Linked DNA regions of Urocitellus parryii: region 2 is linked to region 1. The links are chromatin contacts, called in public Hi-C maps. All regions are on one chromosome and are shown on one strand. The core of a region is the stretch at or near the end of the contact, and the rest is flanking DNA. Distances in the headings are between cores, read along the strand shown. Region 1 holds the start of Mfap3l (microfibril associated protein 3 like). Region 2 holds the start of Clcn3 (chloride voltage-gated channel 3).

Region 1 (6,703 bases), core at 2,192-4,691:
TTGTTAAGAAAAGTTCTATTGAGACTGAGAATTTAAATACAATGATAGTTGTGACATAGCCTACAAGTGGCCTACACCATGGTGGAGGAGATGAAGGAAATCAAATTAAGGTCAGGGGCCATAATGGTGACACAGTACAGGGCCATAATTAAGGTCTTCAAGGAGTCACCACAGAAAGGTCAGAGGGACATGCAGTCTGAACTCACTCCTGAAGGCTTAACATTAGCCAGGTGAACTGGAAAGGAAAGACAAAAGAGCAACCAGTACACAGAGGTATGGATTCACACATCAGGTAATTAGGCTTGGCCAAATTAGGGAACACCTGCAGGCAGCGAATCTAGAGAGGAAAGCAAGAGCCAGTTCAAACTTAAAACGTGGACTTTATACTGAAGGCACTGTGAATTCACTTACAGATTTTTAGCAGACATACAGTAATATAGTTTGGCCAAAAAGAAAAGTCTAAGGAGGCATGAGGATGGGTGGGAGAAGACACAGAGAGGATCCACTTAGGAGATCCTTGCTCTGTGATTGATAGGGAAGATGGTGGGGATTTAAGAGGGAAGTGTAGGTGGTGACATGAGTGAGGGCAGGCAATCATAGGTTGTGACATGGGGAGGGGAGGCATTCAGAGGTGCCTAAGTGCAAAACTGGTAATACCAGGGATAGAAGAAAAGCAGATAAATAATCTAGAAATATCCAGATTGGTGATCACCTGGTGGGATAGATGGAGGTACCAGAAACCAAACTAGGAAATACAGGCAGAAAAGCAAATCACAGCTGATGAGTTCTGTTTGAGGCATATTGGATTCACATTTCCTAAAAGTTCACACCAGTTATTTGGTAGCTTACATATAAAGAAAATGTGGAGAGGAAAATATGGTTTGGGATAAAGATGACATACAAAATATTAACAAGGAGTATGGACAAACAACAGACACTGACTAATCAGAACAGGTGCCTTATCAGCCAGAAAGGATACACAGCAACTAATGCCACCTTGGCACTGTCAATCATCAGAGGGATGAGAGACCACAGGGAAACAGAAGGGAAGAAACCAAAGAACACCTACAATGGCATGGTGCAAAGGAAGAGTTTGTGGAGAAAAAAAGGATGAGAGGGATAGTCAGATTGGAGAATCAAGAAAGGTCCTGGGGAGCAGAAAGCTCCAGACAGAGCACGGTGATAGGCCATTAAGAGATATCCTCCCAACCCTTTCCCAGGCTGAAATAGGGCTCATCTCATCTAAGAGAGGCTGAAATGAAGGGCAATTCACCCTGAGGATATTTTCTACTCTCACACCAATCCTCACTGGGCAGCTGATCTGCCTGCTTGAACAAAATTAATCCCATTCACTTTCCTTGTCCAATAAAAGACCCTCTGGGTAACTCTCTGAGTTTACTAAGTTCATGTCGGTAAAATCATTTCCCTGTAATCTTTTTCCACTTTAGTCTTTTCTTCTGTACCTGCAGATTAAAGGCAAGTTCTCTGCCCTGGTGGCGCATGCCTCCTAATCCCAGGATCCGGGAGGCTGAGGAAGGAGCACCTCAAGGTCAAGGCCAGCCTCAACAATTTAGAGAGGCCCCAAGAAACTAAGCAAGACCCTGTCTCTAAATAAAACATAAGAAGGGCTAGGGATGTGGTTCAGTGGTTAAACGCCCTTGGATTCAATCCCTGGTACCAAAAAACAAAACAAAACAAAACCCCACAAGCTCTCCACACTTACTGCAAGTGTTTCTAAAATACCAAAAGCATTCTGCAGGTTCTTTGAGATTCAAAGGGAAAGGGAGGAAAGAAAATATGTCTGAGTGAATGCAGTAATGTCTAAGAGGAAAAAATAATATAATGCTACAGAATTATTTGAGAGCAAGGACATTGATTTAATTTAGGGCCTTAGTGCAATTGTAAAGAATACCTATTGAATAACTTGAAAAGAAAGATTAGGTTTCTTGAAAGAAAGCCCATGAAGTTTTTTTTGAGCTAAAACGTGTTGTTATTCGAGATGCTATAAAATAATGCTAAAATGATTTCTAATCACAATCTTCAGGTTTTGATTCGCTTGAATGTCAGATCCCGCGCACCCTCCCCACCAACAGGGACCCGGGCATGGGTGACCTGTCCACGTGCCGACGCATTACAAATCTTTAAAGCTCTGCTTCCCACCGCCTGAGCTTCAATGTACTACATCACCCTTGGACAAGCAGAGGCAGCCGAGTGCGGCACTTTGGCACTGCCCGGAGCATGCTCAGTTGAATCCCGACCCACTTCTGCAGGTGTGAGCTCCGGCGTGCGTGGGTTTAGTTTGCCAAGGACAGAGAGAAAGAGAGAAACCGAATTGTTTAAAGCCTCATCTCTTTTTGACAGCAATCCCTGACCTGACGGCAGAACCTACCCAGTCTGGCTGCAGAAGCCATCATACGCTTTAGTTTGCAAAATCCACCTCTCCGCATTTTCACAGCAACCTACCGCCAAGAGGGAGGCGCTGGAGTAAAAGGGCCGGTTTGGGGCGTGACCAAGAGGCCGGCAAAGAAGAGCCGGGAAGGAGGAGCCTGGTCCTCGCCCCCAAATTCACTTGCTCTCTCACGTCTTTAAAAAAATAAAAATAAAGTCACCAACGTTGCAGGATCGTACAAGCGAGAAACTTATATAGATGTGTAAAAAAAAAAAAACAATTTTAGAATTATTCTGCCTTTAAAAAAAATGTTCTTTTGAGAAGATACAGAAACCACAAATAGAAATAAGAAAATGAAAAAAATAAAAATAAAAAATCCTCGGAACCCCAACTCTCAGCAGTCACCAGTGGATGTCTGCCGTGTTTTCTGACAGCCTCTTCCGTGTGCAGGCTTTGCTTTAAATAGCGTTCATTAATTGACAGCGCACAGCCGGGAAGGCCTGAGAAGCTTCTGATTGCAAGGTGGCTGGACGGACTTGGCTAGGTTTGGGAGTGTGTTGGTTGAACAGCCTCTTCCATTAGCGTCCACCATGCCACTCTAAGAATCTTAGCCTTTTCCGGGATGTCCTTGAACACCAGTGAGTGCGACGCTCAAAAAAGTTGCGGTGGAAGCCCAGGTGGCGCCCTGCCCCCCGAAAATTTCCAGTCACGCTGCCCAAGCACGACAGCGCCTAAAATAAGTGCCCTCCGCTGGTTAAATAACCCTAGGCGTGCTGGTGCGGAGCCCCGGGGGCCACTGAGCCCCGCCCAGAGGCTGCGCTCGCTGAATCAGGGACTCCGGGGCTCACGGCAGCCACTCCGTGGTCCTCTGCGGGTGGATGCCGCGGTTCCCACTGGCTCGCCCCGCGCCCCGCCCCCGCCCCCGGCCGCGGCTGCCGCGAAAACCCGGCGGCGACACCCCGCGCAGCCCCGCGCCTCCACGCCGCCCGGCTAGTCGCACTGGGCATGCTCGGCACCGGCCGGCTCCGGCTCCTGTAGTTGGTAAGCTCCGCACTCCTGGTCGCCAGTGGCGCAGCCCGCGTAGCTGCGAGGCGCCGGCGGAGGCGGCTTGACCGCACTAGGCACCTCCAGGCATCGGGCTCAGAGCGCGGCGCTGCGGCAGCTTTCCAGCTGGCCATGGCGAGGGGTGCACGGCTACCACCTGAGTGGCGCAGCGGTGTCAGGTTAGCGGGAGCACCCAGAGCGCTGGAGCGGTGGGGTACGGGTGGGAGGGAGCCCCGCATCGGGTCAGCGGCCGAGCAGTCTCCCGAGCTGCGGAACTTTCGGGCGCCTGGTCTGGCACAGCCGGAGGCGGACACTGCTCGCTCCCTAAAGGCGCAGCGAGGTCCCAGCAGCCGGCTACTGAGGGTCTCAGGATGCTCGAGATCTGTTCGGGGCGGGGGCTGGCGGGCTGGGAACAGCCTCTCCTAGGCTTCTGCTGTAACCTTCTGAGGGCAGGGAACGCGTTGTCCACTGTGCGCTGCCCAGGTCTCCTGGGGCAAGTGGACGCCGAGCAGAAACGGGGGACCTCATCGGGTTCTGCATCACTCGGTTCACGGTGCCTCAGTTTACCCCGCACAGGGAGGAGAGTGTACTGGCTGTGGCACTGAAGGTGGTGCGTGCGGATTGTGCTTTAGGGGCCGAGAGGGCGCAGCGTCCTGGTGCTGCAGGAGTGCGGGAAACCGTGCAGCTTGCCGCCGCCTCGCGACTGGAGCTCTCAGAGTTTGTCGCATTTGACACCACAGCAAGTTGACATCGAACTGCTTCATGGCCTAGAGTGGGGAAACGTGCTTCGTTGGCTTAAAAAACTAAATATTTGCCAAACTGATTTATTGTGAACGTGAGCATTAACCTGCCTCCTCTAAAAAATATTATGCTTGAAAGTCGGGAGGTTTATAAAGCAAATTAGCATGAAAAACAAAAGAAGAATGCAGATCCATTATCTGTTCACGTTGTAGAAAATAATCTATTACAGTTCAGTGTCATTGTTTTTAAAGACACTTGTTAAGTTTGGTTACTGTAGCAGTCTTTATTTTGCCTTATCTTGGCATTATATGAAAAACTTGGAAACCTAGCACTGCAGAAGTGTAATGTTTTTTGAAGTTTTCTCACGTTTGTTTCTAGATGAAACACATTTTTCCCAGTTACTACTATGCTAAACATAGTAAAATTGTTCAAGATGAAATACAAGATGGGAAAAGATTTCTTTTCAGGAGAGAGTAAGTTAGAACAATATAGTTTTGACGTTTTACTAATACAGAAAATGCAATTTGTAGACCCCACTGGGGCTTCTACAGTTGGTTCTTCCTAAAACCCTCACTATTAGCCCTGTTGGTTCTAACCAGAGCAAGGTAAACAGTCTTTGTCCTACTGAGAACTAGTTTTACCTCTGCCTAAACCTAAATGCTCAAGCCTGTTTCCCTAAGTACTACTTAGTGGTTCAGTTGTTTATTTATTAAGCCTATTACAAATTTCTTGTTCACAGCCTTAATAGACCTTTAAAATGCATTGACATTTCATTGAGCTGTAAATAGCCTTTAAGGTGGGTTCTTGTTTATAATCTTGAGATGACTCGGACTCTGATTCCAGGTAATGTCTCCAAGTTGGCTGTATGTTATATTTATACATAAATGAGATGTAATAGCAGGAAAGACCTTGAATGCCTGGACAAGAGTAGCAAAATGATCACCATTTGCACAGACTAGACCATGGGTTCTCCCCTTTAGCCAAGTGATGTAGATTATTCCTAAATGTACTTCCTGCTGCTTCTGTAGAAAAACTTAGAAAACCCCAACAGAAATATTGAATAATTCTGCTTCCCTTTTCTATGAAAATGCACCAAGGTTAAAATCTGCTATGATGTAATGTACCCTGTACATCAGTCTGAATTCCCAAGTGGAGGTAGGGAGAGTCTCCCCTTAGCCTTATGCTCCTCCTGATCTGTAGGAATCAGCTGAACCTAATTTACCTTTTAGGAATGTGAAGTTTAATACAGATCCATAGGCCCACTACTGTATCTAAAAATCCTAAGTATTTTCTCAGTGCTAAGGGGAAAAAAAAATTAAGTCTAACCAAAAGCTAATTTACATACTACCCTTGGCTTCAAAAAATCCATGTGTCCTAACATAATACTAATAAAATGAACAAGAGTTAGGTTAAAGAGAGCTTTAATTATTGCTAATGAAGACAAAATAACAAAGCAAACTTTGTGTTCAAGTTAAAAGAGGGGTAATAATCTCTTCTTCTTTGTACTTAACTGTTGGGTTTTAAAGTTCAATTGCTAGGCACCTCATTTTTAGGTGACTTCCATGTGTTTGGATTTCTGTATTATTTGGTGTTAATATGCTTTCATAGCAAACCATTGACTTTTAGAATAGATCTTTTGTCCTTAATTTATTGAACTGCTTCTTTGGCTTGCAATTTATGTATTTGAGGCTACTTAAATTTTGCTTAATTTGGATTTTTAGTAATTTTTGTGTAAGAACTTCCAGATACTGAAATGTTAAATACATATTGTAGCCAAATTATTTTTATCCTCTGACCAGCCCAGTGAGATTTGTTAGGCAGTGTTTTGTTTTTGATTCTTAATTCAGAAATCTTGTATATGATATCACTTCTCTGACTTGTCATTTGACCTAGCACTTGGGGTGCAAGTTACCTTTTCTAGCCAAATCCAGGGGGACACTTAAAACTTCTACAATATTTTGTAATCCACAGCAAATCACATTAAAGTTAGAAATAGACTTGAATGCAAATGGTTGATTTTTAAGTTTGCTGTAATACCTCTCTGGAATGGTTTAAATATTTAGGGGTTTGATTGATTATGTGATAATAAGCAATTCAGAGCTGTCAGAAGTAGTTTGTAAGTCATACTCCCTAACAGAAGTTCTGCAGATATTTTATTGGTCTTGCCTCTACCTCCACTGAAGTTCTTTACCCATTAAAATATCACGTTAATTTTTCTTCTCCACAAACTTTTATAGTTAGGCCTCTGAGGCTGCAAAATGAGTAAGACTCGATGACTCATGATCTGATTCAGTGATATGCTTGAGGACAAATAAATTACAGTACCAGTGCTTCAGTCTGTGCATGCATGCAGGCCTGAGAGAGAAGGAGGAGAGGAGAGGGCCTCATAGAAGTGGTTACATTTCCACAGGATCTTAAGGAATGCCTGAGGACGGGGTCAGCGTCTTCAAGCACAGAAGTGGATCCTCTGGGCAGAAGGAACACAGTTAAGGCAGGCAGAAAAATGACTCCCCGGGATGTCCACTCTGA
Region 2 (6,703 bases), core at 2,886-5,385, 320 kb after region 1:
AGCCATGAATAGTCTCTCATTTTAGAAACAGAAAACAAAAAAACAGAAAAACTGCATTCTTTGTAGAAATATGTTTAAGCAAATTATCAAATTCATCTACATACATGAACCATGTAAAGCAACACAATAAAAGACAGAAAATAAGACATTTAAAAAAAAAGGTGGGATGTAAAAGAATAAGATACTGAGGAAAGAGTAGAAATGTTTGTTAATTAAATTCATAGGGTATTAAAACAAAAAATACATTTTGATAAAATGTTAACAAGATATAAAATAATCAAACTGACTTTCCCCAAAAAATATTATTTGATATTTTATCCTTTATGTTCCTTTAGTTAGGTATACTTCAAATTGTATCTTATATATTTTCTTCAAACATAAATGAACAACTTGTTAAATGAATTAGCTATCTAGAGAAAATCTCTTAAGACTTATAAAACCTTCTAAATTGACCAGACATGGTGGCATATACCTGTAATCCCAGCAACTTGGGAGGCTGAGACAGGAAAATTGCAAGTTCAAGGTCAGTCTCATCAATTTAGCAAAACCCTAAGCAACTTAGCAAGACCCTGTTTCAAAATAAAAATAAAAAAGGCTGAGAATGTAGCTTGACAAAGTGTCCCTGAGTTCAAGCCCCAGTACCAAAAAAAAAAAAAAAAAATCTTTTAAATTAAATGCTATTATTCACAACAGCCAAGATATGGAAACAACCTGAGTGTCTAGCAACAGATGAATAAAACAGACACAAAAAAACAAATACTGCCTGATCTCACATGTGGACTCTAAGAGTCAAACTCAAAAGTACTGTAAAAAGGTGGTTACCAGAAGCTGAAGAAGTGTAGATAAGCAAAGGGGGAGAGGCTGTTCAAAGGATACAAAGTTTCAGTTAGGCAAGAGGATAAGTTTTGGTGATCTATGTATCTCAAAATTACTATTTTAAGTGTTCTCAGGGCCACACACACACGTAAATGACAAGCAAGTGAGGTGATGTTAGCTTGGTCTTTCTACAACTGTATAGACTTATCAAAACATCACATTATATTCCATAAATACATACATATAATGATTTGTCAATTAAAAATACATAAAAAGAAACAAATTCAAGGAGGGGCAGTTAAATGCTTGATAATTTTAAAAGGGCAAAGGAAACACGAATATAAAGGTCAGATTAGAAAAAGGAAGAAATGTAAAACAATACTCCAATAAAAAGATGCTAGAGAAGACTGAGACTTTGAAAACTAGTTTTCATGACTTTTAAAAAAGCAGAAATTGTTCAACTATGAGGATAATGAGAAATATATTTACTTAACTTGGTTCCATTCAAAGTTGCTGATCAAATCTCTCCATATTTCATCAATGAAAGTGAAGCAGTGATGGTCATGCTATATTCACATTAATAGAATATTTTTTTAAGAATCAAAATTATCATAGGTATAACGTTTATGTACAGATGTGAATGTGCACATTAAAAAATACAAAAAACGGGGGGGGGGGGTCATTTTTTTTCTTTTTTGTGGTACTGGGAGCTGAATCTAGGAACATTCTACCACTGAGCTACATCTTCAGACCTTTTTAATTTTTGAGACAGGGTTTATTAAGTTGCCCAGGCTGACCTGGAACTTAAGACTATCCTGTTTCAGTTTCCTGAATAGCTAGGATTATAGGCATGCACCATCATACCCAGCTCACAAAAGAGTTTATTAAAGTAGTAGGTCAAACTCAAAAGGAAAGCAGAGTGTTTTTCTTTTAAAACCACTATTTTCTACAATGTCTTTTCCTTAATAAATAAAAATAAATGGCCCTATTCTGTCATGTCTCTCATTCTTCTTCTCTGAAATTTTGACCAGCAGAAACTGCAGTACAATGCAGTCGTTCCTGCTGTAGAGTACAGTGAGTTCTGAAATCATACTGCTGAGCTTCAGTCTCAATCCTGATTTATTATTGTGGGGCCTTGGGCAAGTTAATTAAATCCTTGGTGCCTCAGTTTCCAACATCTGTAAAATGGGGATAGTGAAAAGCACCTACATCATTCTTGGCTTTGGTGTAAAAATTGAGATAACCCACAAAAACACTTCGAAAAGAGCCTGAACCATAGAACATGCTCAATTATTAATACTTATTATATTGTATTATATTATATATTTGAGATGCCTGCTGACAAGTCTGACTACAAACTAAGCTGGAGGTTCTACAAAGCAGTGATAGTTGCCAAACCCCACAGGATACTGCTTTGATATATGACCCACCACAGAGATCAAATCTGGCTTCCTGAGTGGTCTGAAAATTATTCCCAACATGTCACAACAGGAAATGGAAAGCCTATCACCAACATGACCTGGACAATTGCCAATTTTCTAACATAAACCCAAAACCTCAACAAATCTGTTCCCTTGAACTGTATGTATCCAAAATGAGTTAAATATTTTTATTCCTAATGAGTTATATATGATTAACACACATTAAAGCACAATTTTCACATAAAGATAAATACAATACATTCATAGTGACCTCTTCAAATAATTTGACCCATAGTTCAAGTAAATAATCAGTCTTTTAGATAGGATATAGGGAGGAAGAGGTGGAAGAGGAATGCAAACTTTAATAGATTCTGCCAACAGTAACTGTGTCTAATAACCAAAGGTCATATAAGTATATTCAATTTAAGAAAATACCTATCTATAGGTCACACACATGGTTTTTAAGCCATACTCCTATAATAGTAGCAGCAGTAGCACCTTTTAAGATGAAAGTCAACAAGACACACACAAGCATTTAAACTCCCATACGTACTCTTGAACTAAACAAATACTATTATATTGTAGCGACTTAAAAAGGTATGTAGAACTGACAGTTAAATTATTTCCATACTGACTTCATCATCTAGAAAATAAACTTCTAAATTAATTCTTTATGCATAAAAGGAAAAGCATTCAAGTCAACAAACAATTATATAAGCCACAATGATGCTGCAGGAACTGAGCTGCATGGCTCAAAAAGTTTGCTTGTAGAAGTGAACTTCTGAATCTCATATATGTGTTTATACATGGTCACTACTGCTTCAGTTATAAACAGGAATTTCTTTTCAAAGGAAAACAAATGTCAGCTTTTGATATGCATCATGTATATGTAATTATTTTCTATGTGCTCCACAGTTTTAAAATGGCATACAAATAAAGAATACCACAGAACCACATGGCATTGGCTTCTGTGGTTCAACAAGTTTTAACATCAAAACACACATATACACACATACACACACACACACACACACACACATGTTTTTATATACACAAATAAATCTAAAATAGAAAAACTGAATATAATGCTTAAATTTGGGCAAATTTAGCGAAAGTAAAATCCACTAAGTTCAAAATTAATATTTTCTTGGGTCATACTTCCATTCTATTCAAGTTCTTCGACGTCCTGAAGAAAAAGGGTGAAATTTCAAGTATGAATGAGGGTACATCCGTAACCAGGATGAGTTTAACATCACTTAGGTATATCTGTTGTAAAATAAACCATCATGAGAGTCCTAGCCTCACAGTTGACCCCAAATCCGTGAACATGACAGCTAACGAATCTTCGCTGGTACAATTCAACTCACCTCGCAGCTCAGAGGCATAGCAAAATCGGTGGCTGTGTTTTGGGCTGCCTTTGGATTCTGCATCTGTTTCAAACCTAAAACCTAGCTACCCAGGGAGCTTCACCTGCAGAAACCTGACACAATGAAATCGCTATCGCGATTTAAAAGGTACCTGGTGTTTTGTACTGAAGAGATTACGTAAATTTTGCCAGGTGGGACTTTTTTTTGTCCTCCTTCAAACACGGGAGCAGCATTAAGTTAAATCCTCTTGCTTTGCAAGGCCCTAGAGTCAACCTGCTTCTGTCCAAGATTAAAATTAAAACCTCCAACCACACTCCCCTCTTAAAAGACGAAAATTGAATCCATGCTCCAATCCAGGGGTAAAACAGAATAGCTTTCAAGCCACCACACCCTCCTTCCTCATCATCCAGCCCGATTCCAGGCCGCAGACGAACTAGGACTGTGAGAAAGGAGCTGCAGGTTCCGGACCGGACAGGCCCTGACCCACGGAAGGGGAAGAGAAGCAGCAAGAGTCCGGAGCCCCACAGGTACGTCCCCGGCGTCGACGCGTGACGTCAACGCGTTGACGTGAACGGCCGTTCAGCGTCCAGCCGCCCCTACACCTCCTCCTCAGGCCACTCGCGGAGCTTCGTCGGCGCCTATTGGGCGGTGTGGGAACAGTGGGCGGGCTGGGGCTGGGTCGCGGGGAGGAGGAGGAGTGGGCGAGCTGGCTGCGAAGCCCTGGCTCAGCGATCACCTCACCGTCACTCACGCATTCTTGCTTGCCCCTGCGGTGACCTCGGTAAAGGACCGGAGGAGGCCTGCAGCGGGAGGCATTTTCAAAAGGCTGCCGATGCGCTTCACTCTGGTGTCATTGCAAACTCGCATTCCACTCCGGCGAGAGACCACAGTGCCCGGGAGCAGCGCGTGGGACACCAGAGAGCCCTGGGCGCAGCAGGGAAAAGCCAGAGCAGCCGTCAACGAGCTCTAGTTCTCAAACAGATCAAGAGATGTGGGCCTTGGAATTTAGACCTGTACCAAATATCTGTGCCTCTAGGTCGCAGACAGAGTAATGCACCAGTGTCCTCTCGCCTTACACATCGTCGTCGCTGATTGTGCACTCAACATACATGGGAGGAAAACTGATAACCTAAATTTAGCAATACGCACTTTCAAAACTAACGCTTGAAAATTATTCTGGAGAAATATATAATCTGAATTATTTCTGTTTACAATTATATCCTGTCACAGAATTCAGTATGCCAGCTTCTCGTGCTCAAGGAGCTATATTCCCATGCAGAGCGAAAAGCTGCAGGGGGAAGAACGCCTAGGCTACAAAAGTGTAGCCACTTTGGTGAGCTGGTGCAGGCTTTGCACTTCTTGAGCAGTATGCGTACCACCGCTGGGTGGCAGAATTAAGATCTGTGAATGTTGAGTGGCTTATCTATAATTAATGTTTTATGAATATATAAATATAATACTTAATACCAGCTGCTTTTTGTAGAAGTATCTTGTTAATATTATGTATGTCTTAGTCTTTACAAATTTTCTATATTCACATACATATTCTCTATCAAATTTTTATCATAGGTTAGCAACTTGTCTGTTTTAACAAGTGAGTTTTTTCCATCCTTTTTGCCGGGGTGGGGAAATGGGGGATGTTGTGTATTTTCAAACATGGCCAGGGCTTCAAAGCTAGCATAGTGCCCACGGTGGTGGTGGGTGTGTTCACAATGCAGTCAAGCTGCTTATGATTGCTTTTATGACTTATATTAAGGTAGAATTGTGAAACCATCATACTATAGAAGCATAATTTTCTTTCATTTTAAACATTGTTAGGTAAATTTCTTAGCTTCTTTTTAGAAAATGTGGGAAATCAAGCAAAAATTTTTCTAAACAGTGAAATTTTTCACAAGAGAGTTGCAGATGTTTTATGTTTTCTTTTCTCATTGTAGATATGTAGCCTAATTTTGGAAAGAATCACTTAGATTTTGATTACAATAGACAGTAGTCAGTCTGTCAATCATCTGCTTTCTATAAAGATGAAAAAGAATTCTTTTACAGTAGTGTTAGTTCCTACTGGTGGATTATCCCAAGGTAACTTTTATGTGGACAAAAACAAGTCTACTTGTATATTTGGTTTGCTGTAAAACTATTTATAGTATGCACACTTTATTCACCTCTAAGAACTTGTTTTAAAATGCATACTTTCTGGTGTACAGAATCATCACACTAGAAGTTCCAATCTTCACTTTGCATCAGAACCCTTTAGGGAGTTTCAAAAAAATATCTTTGCTTAAGTCCCCTTCCCAAAAATTCTGTTTTATTTGGCTTGGGTATTGGGGAATTGAACCCAGGAAATTCTAGCACTGAGCTACATCTCCAGCCCTTTGCCATTTTTATTTTTTATTTGGAGACAGAGTCTCACTAAATTGCTGCCACTGGCCTTGAACTTAATGATTCTCCTGCCCTAGCCTCCTGAGTTGCTGGAATTATAGATGTGCACCACAGTGCCCAATTTTAATATATATTTTTATAAGCCCTCAGTATACAGGAAGTATTTGAAGACATAGCAAAATAAATTATCCAAATAAGTCAGTTTCTTCTACTTTAAGTCACAGGGGCTTTTGCTGTTGTTGTTGTTGTTGTTGTTAGGACTGACCTTAAGCAATAATAAGAAAAACTCAACCAGTATTCAAATTAGCTTTACTCCTCCCTGATTACTCCCCATGTGCAACCCCCCAATCAACCAAATCCTTAAGACCTCAAGGAAGAGGAAAAGAAGAAAAAGATTTAACTCATAGTAGTAAGAGTTTAGCAATTTCAACCAGATCTAGGATAGCTTGTTTAGTTGTGTTGCTGGTAACCTAGCAGATAAAGAGAGAAATGAATGGTGGACATGACCAGTGAGGGAAAGTGAGTTAAACCTTACCCTCTTGTCAGTAATTCTGTTCTGGAAATGGTGGGTTGGATTTCTTAGAACAGGCCAAAAAAAAAAAAAAAAAAAAAGTCCAAAAGAGCACTGGAAATCATATCTCAGTGTCTCCTAGATTCTTACTTATAGGACCCAGTCAAACTTCTCTGAACTTTTCTTCAAGTGAAAAAACAAGATGGGATTAT

Evidence for each region. A called contact is a pair of places that touch in the nucleus more often than the background predicts.
Region 2: a Hi-C map of muscle shows a contact between it and region 1, with 4 times the contacts expected there. The contact joins the promoter of Clcn3 here to the promoter of Mfap3l in region 1. A contact is called at or near these places in 2 of 2 Hi-C or Micro-C datasets (liver and muscle).

The regions. Positions count from the first base shown.
Region 1 is chr14:41,096,287-41,102,989 of mUroPar1.hap1, forward strand. Mfap3l (microfibril associated protein 3 like) reads left to right here and starts at 3,442. Exons shown (of 3, transcript XM_026389737.2): 1 at 3,442-3,612.
Region 2 is chr14:41,418,291-41,424,993 of mUroPar1.hap1, forward strand. It overlaps Clcn3 (chloride voltage-gated channel 3), which reads right to left and starts at 4,136. Exons shown (of 15, transcript XR_003300881.2): 1 at 3,605-4,136.